Regions from separate parts of the Mus musculus genome. Here region 2 is linked to region 1. The links are chromatin contacts, called in public HiChIP or PLAC-seq maps. All regions are on one chromosome and are shown on one strand. Each heading gives the region's core, a stretch centred on a gene start, on an enhancer-like site or on the middle of the called end of the contact. The rest is flanking DNA. Distances are from core to core; before and after follow the strand shown.

Region 1 (2,774 bases), core at 155-2,654:
GTAGCATTCCTTCCCTGTTCCCTGGTTTGGGAACTCCCCTGTCCCAACCACCAAGACTATGGGCCTAAGGGTTTCAAATGTACACCTAAGAAAAAGTTTTTCTCTCAAACTTACTTATTTTCTGCCTTTAATATGTATGTATGTATGTATATATGTATGTATGCATGTATGTATGTATGTTTCAGCATCCTGCCAAGTCCAGTCAAAATCTGAATCTAGGACAGCACTAGAGAAGCTAACCACAGATGGTCCGGTTTACCCTCACAGGTGCTTCTATGGTGCCTGCACTTTCTTAGCCACAGATGATTCCACAGACCCTGGTCAACAATGGAATAGCCAGCTCTCCTAGGACTTGACCAGGAGCCCCAATTAGGTTTCAGAACACAACTGTCACCTCAAGGTCAGCAGGAAGTAGTTAAGGAATACAATGACCCCACTCCTTTCTCACCCTCACCTCTTTCTAAATTTAAATGAGGACACTTAAATTAAACCAAAATGGAGGAATGTTAGCATTTCCTCCAGGCTCTGCCCAACAGTCACCTAGCAAAAGCTTGCATCTCCACCTGCCAGGTATGAGCCAGGAGCTAGGCATATAAGAAGACTACTTGTTCTCTCACCCCCACTCCCACCCACCCCCCCACCTCCATTTATACTCTCTCCCACACATGTCCCTGGCTGGCCTCCTCCTCTCTCCCTCTCTCTTTCTGGCCTTCTCTCTTTTCAGTACCCCTCCTTTCTCCTCTGCCTCTGCCTCCTTCTCCAGGTTCCCTTCCTGCCAATTAACCTCTTTTATACTAAGCCCTTTGTATGGCTGGTTCCTCAGGGGCACATGTTGGCTGGGTCTGCCACAGTGCTCCCTCCTGCTGTGTCACTGCTGTTTTATAAAACACAACATTTGTATCTGCTCTCTGCCCTTGTAACCCCCCCCCAAATGTAAACAAACAATAAAAATTAAACAAAACAAACTCCCAAGCTGTGGAAGCTGTAGTGTGTCACAGTATGTCACACAGTATGCCCTTTTGTCCATACATCTTTACTTGAAAATGTTCATTGCAATGCGTCATTGATCTGCTGCAAGGTCTCTGGGTTCTGCTACGCTATCTATCAATACTGAATCCTCATTGGGATATCCTGTTGCCCTGTGTCATAGAGATCCTGCAGTTTTGGCTCTGTGGGACCAGCCCCTTCATGTGCTCCAGCAGTTCATACATGGGGTAGATGTTGGGGTAGACCAACTCACAGTTGTTCAATCCACTGCTCTCCAGCACTGCCCCAGTGAGGGTCATAGCCACCTCTCTTATGTTTGTGCCCTTGGGGCTGGGTCTTCCTCACCCATGAGACCAGTGCCAGATACATTGTGCTGCTAAGGTGAGATGCAGGGCTGCTCTCCTGAGTGCTGCAGCCAGTGTGTGTGGAGGTGTGGTTAGCTCTGAGCAGTCATTAGACATCAACATGGCTTCAGACAGCAGCCCAGGCAAGGGATGTCTGCATGACCCAGCCTCCTGTTGGCAGGTCAAGCTGTGAGGGCTTTTGGATCAGATAATGGCCCCACTCTCTCAGTGTCCATAGCCAGAAGCCTCAGCCGTGACCTTCACTCAGTTCAGCCCTGTGAATTGTGCTGACTGGGTGCTCTCTGATTTCCTGGTAAATGTGTCTATCACTTTTATAAAGTGCTGACCAGTTAGTCTGTGTCTGACTTGGATGCTCTGTGCTCACATATGACTTTGGGCTTGTGTCTCTACCTGGAACCTTCTTTCCTTAGAGCATTTCTCATGGGGTTGTTTGGGTTTTCATAGAAGGACTTTGAGGGCCATTTGTTCTTGTTCTGTAATGGGGTCTCTGGAAGAGGACAGTGGAATGGAAGGGAGGTTGGGTAGGTCTCTGTTGATGGCATCCGTGAGAACTGGGTCTCTTTACTGGCAGGGTGGATCTTATTTTACTTTTCCGAGTCTTGTTGGTCACCTTTATTGGGTCATTATGAGACCCTGTTAGCCCAGGATGCTGTTCTGGCCACTGCTGTGCTCATGTCCATCCATAGGCTGATTCCATCCTGCCCTATGCTGAGGGCCACATGCACAGTTCTACCTCTTCAGGATATCTGCTTCCATCCTTGTGGTTCCTGACCATCCCTGCCCCTATTAGGTCCCTGCCCTAAAACCTTCCTACTCACTGCCCTGCCTCCTTTCCTTGGTCCCCAGTTTGGGATGGGACACTTTTGCATGCTCCAGCATTTGTCAATGACTTCCCTCTGCCACCATCTCAAACACAGCTTGCCAATCCAGCCAGCTTGGCGCACCTAAGCTCTACCTCTACCAGTCTGTTCTAGGCCACCACCATGTTTTTCTGGATGGTGGATAGTGGCTGTGTTGTCTACCCTGGCAAATGCAGGTCATTCTTTCCCCAGTAGCCAGAGTTATTCCTTGAGTTTCTCCTCTTTGGTTGGTAGTTTAGTCCCTGGGAGCTCTGGGGGTACTGGTTAGTTCATATTGTTGTTCTTCCTAGGGGGCTGTGAACCCCTTCAGCTCCTTAGGTTCTTCTTCAGTTCCTTCATTGCGGATGACTGTGAGCATCCACTTCTGTATTTGTCAGGCACTGGCAGAGCCTCTCGGAGAGAGCTATATCAGGCTCCTGTCAACAAACACTTGTTGGCATCCAAAAAAGTGTCTGGGTTTGATAATTGTATATGGGATGGATCCTCAGGTGGGGCAGTTTCTGGATGATCATTCCTTCAGTCTTTGCTCCACATTTTGTCTGTGTAACTTCTTTCATGGGTG
Region 2 (2,774 bases), core at 112-2,611, 38 kb before region 1:
AGAGACCTGCCAGTGGTTTTTGGGAGATTGGCCATTCTCTCTGGTGCCCTCCATCAACCGGTGTGTATCTTCTTTACCATGGTCTCAGGCAGAACTGGGTCAGGATATGTCATCAGAATATTAATTAGCCCCACTGGTCCTAGGACCATTTATCATTTGTTAGGCAGACAGGTGAGCACCCTGGCAGTGGAGGACAGCAATTTGTAGGGAAAGCCAAATAGCCTGTAGGAGAGCCAAGAATCTTTTCCTTGTTTTTAATGTCCTTTTACCCAGCAGTGAGAATCTCTCTCTCTCTCTGCCTCTCTCTGTCTCTCTCTGTCTCTCTCTCTCAGTCTCTGTCTCTCTCTTTCTCTCTCTCCCTGTTCCCCTACCCCCACGTGTGTGCGCAAGCTCCATAGATCATGCAGTGTGCATGCCCAGTAGTAAAAGCACGACGACTGTTCATGTACATGGCGGTCGACTTTACTTTTCCTCATCTAAAAGCTTGGGGCAGATCAATCAGTTCTTAGCCTTTTTTTTTTTTTTAAAGATTTTATTTATTATATGTAAGTACACTGTAGCTGTCTTCAGATCTCATTATGGGTGGTTGTGAGCCACCATGTGGTTACTGGGATTTGAACTCAGGACCTCCAGAAGATCAGTCAGTGCTCTTAACTGCTGAGCCATCTCACCAGTCCCAGTTCTTAGCCTTTTGATTGATAGAAAAAATCATGTGTTAGGCTAATACATTAACACTTTTTTGTTGTTACAAAGATATTAGTTCAGACAGAGAGGTGGATAAATAATGGCTATTAAGGAAGGTGACATTAGCCCAAGGTAAACTGTAATTAGACTGGTATGGCGACAGTCTTACTTCTCCATCATTAGTCAGTTAGCCTTGTAGAAGGTACTTGGAAGGTTTAGCTTCTTTCGAGGGAACTTTGGTTCACATGACGTTTTTCTAGATTAAGTTGACAAGATTGAGAGATGGAGACAAGATCTATGTGAGTTTAAGGACAGCATGATTTACATAGTCAAGTTTAGGCCAGCCTTGGGATACATGACATCTTGCAGAGAGGTACAGAAATAAAGAGATGGCGTGAGAGAAAAGACTGGAAAAGATGAGGGGGAGGAAGAGGAAAGGCAGAGGAAGGAGAGGGGGGAGGGAGAGAGAGGAGGGAGAGACAAAGCAAGCTGAAGAAGACAGTGGGACAGACTTGAGGACCATAGCAAAGTCAGGTTAGAGCATGACAGCAGAGGAGAATCACCCACAGTCCCTGTGATGTGACCTGTGGTTGGAGATACCTGTCTGAGGACACTTGGTTCCTGTACACACGCCTGGGCAAATCAGAAGTCTGCCAGAGTTCTTCCCCGCCCACAGGTGTTCAGAGCTGTGTATTATCTCCCCTGGGGGTGAGTTCTCCTGTGTGCCTGAGACCTGGCCTGTGCCTAACAGCTTGCTGCACAGACACTGAACCATCCTGGGTTCTGACATGAATCTCAGAGGTGAGCTGAGGAATAAGGGGCTGGCTGTGGGCACCCTCCATCGATTGTCTACCATCTGGACCGGGCTTCTTTGCTGCTGGGGTCAGAGGCTCAGATGGGGCAGGGCCAGGCAGGCTGGGCTGGGCTGGCAGGAGCCCCGAGTGTCCCTGGATCTGTGTTTGTGCATGAGTACTGTCAAAAGGTGGGTAAGTGGGGCCAGAGTCACAGTGGAAAATTCTGATCTGACTAGGCAAAGCTGCTGAGGGAGGGCACTGAATGTACGTGATCTGTCTGCCCTTTACTGGACATCCTCTTCCCCACACGCTAGCTATTCCAGAACACAGGTGGTGGTCAGTGGCTATGAATCAGGCCCTGCAGGAGCTCCTAGGAGTCCAGGCCACCTGTGGGGAGAAGGGGAAGGAGGCCAAGGGCAGGAGACTCCAGGTGGCTGAGTCCAGTAATCCTGCAGGGCTGGAGGGAAGGGGTGACTGGGAGGAAGGGTGGGGTTGGCTCCCCAGCCCTCACCTGGTCAAGCTAGGGTCAATTCAATAGCAAAGAAATATTCTTAGTACTACACAAAGAAACACACAAACAAAGCAAAATTAATCCTGGAAGAGAATTTCTTTTTGCCAAAAGTGTGTGCTACCTGTGAGGAATACAAGAGAGTACAAAGTCCACTTAGTTTCTATTCTAGTTTTAGTGGTGACTGTGCCTCACCCCATCCGTGGGCCCGGATCTTACAGACTGACACCATTGTCTAAATCCTAGTCAGCACAAAGGTGACCAGCAAGATTGACTCCCCAGGCATGAACACCGGAATATTGACCCTTGATGGCTCAAGACCCTCGACAGTGCAAACTCACTTTTCACTCTCCATCCTTTCTTCCTGTGGTAAAAATACATAAAACAAAATAACCATCTGAAACATTTTCCCCATAACAAAGAAGATAGAGTTTTCTTATTTATTTTTGTGTGTGATGTGTACATGTGAACATGTACACATTGGCATGCGCGAGGGGATCAGTGGGAACTCTGTGGAGGAGCTTTTCTTCTAACTCCTGGGTTCCCGAGCTCAGGCCCAGGTTGTCAAGCTTATGCAGGAAGGAAGGCTCTACCTACTATGCCATCTTATGGCCAATCTTAGCAATTTTAAGTAAAAAGTTCAGCATCTTTAAATACATTCATTTTAAGTAGGACTGCACAACTTTCTATTCTGGTGAATTTGGAGGGGGAGGAAGCTTGGTGCTACCCTCCAATACCTCAGGGAGGGGCACTGAGGCCTGACAAGTGCATTGGTCCAGTGTGGGATG

What was found. HiChIP or PLAC-seq counts read pairs in DNA pulled down with a chosen protein or histone mark.
Region 2: an H3K27ac HiChIP or PLAC-seq map of embryonic stem cells shows a contact between it and region 1, with 8 read pairs. The contact joins the promoter of Abo here to the enhancer-like site in region 1. A contact is called at or near these places in 1 of 39 promoter capture datasets (macrophages), 1 of 115 datasets of contacts at active chromatin or transcription factors (embryonic stem cells) and 4 of 9 other capture datasets (adipose tissue, embryonic stem cells, liver and 1 more).

Annotation. Positions count from the first base shown.
Region 1 is chr2:26,825,446-26,828,219 of GRCm38.p6, reverse strand. No RefSeq gene overlaps it. Among named protein-coding and RNA genes, the nearest start is that of Abo, 38 kb to the left of the region's middle. Within about 2 kb of position 1,404, at least 2 of the 459 cell types and tissues checked have an H3K27ac peak or open chromatin away from gene starts, as enhancers often do. A contact at or near this core is called in embryonic stem cells, where this site is marked.
Region 2 is chr2:26,863,582-26,866,355 of GRCm38.p6, reverse strand. Abo (ABO blood group (transferase A, alpha 1-3-N-acetylgalactosaminyltransferase, transferase B, alpha 1-3-galactosyltransferase)) reads left to right here and starts at 1,361. Exons shown (of 6, transcript NM_030718.5): 1 at 1,361-1,485. The coding sequence starts at 1,473.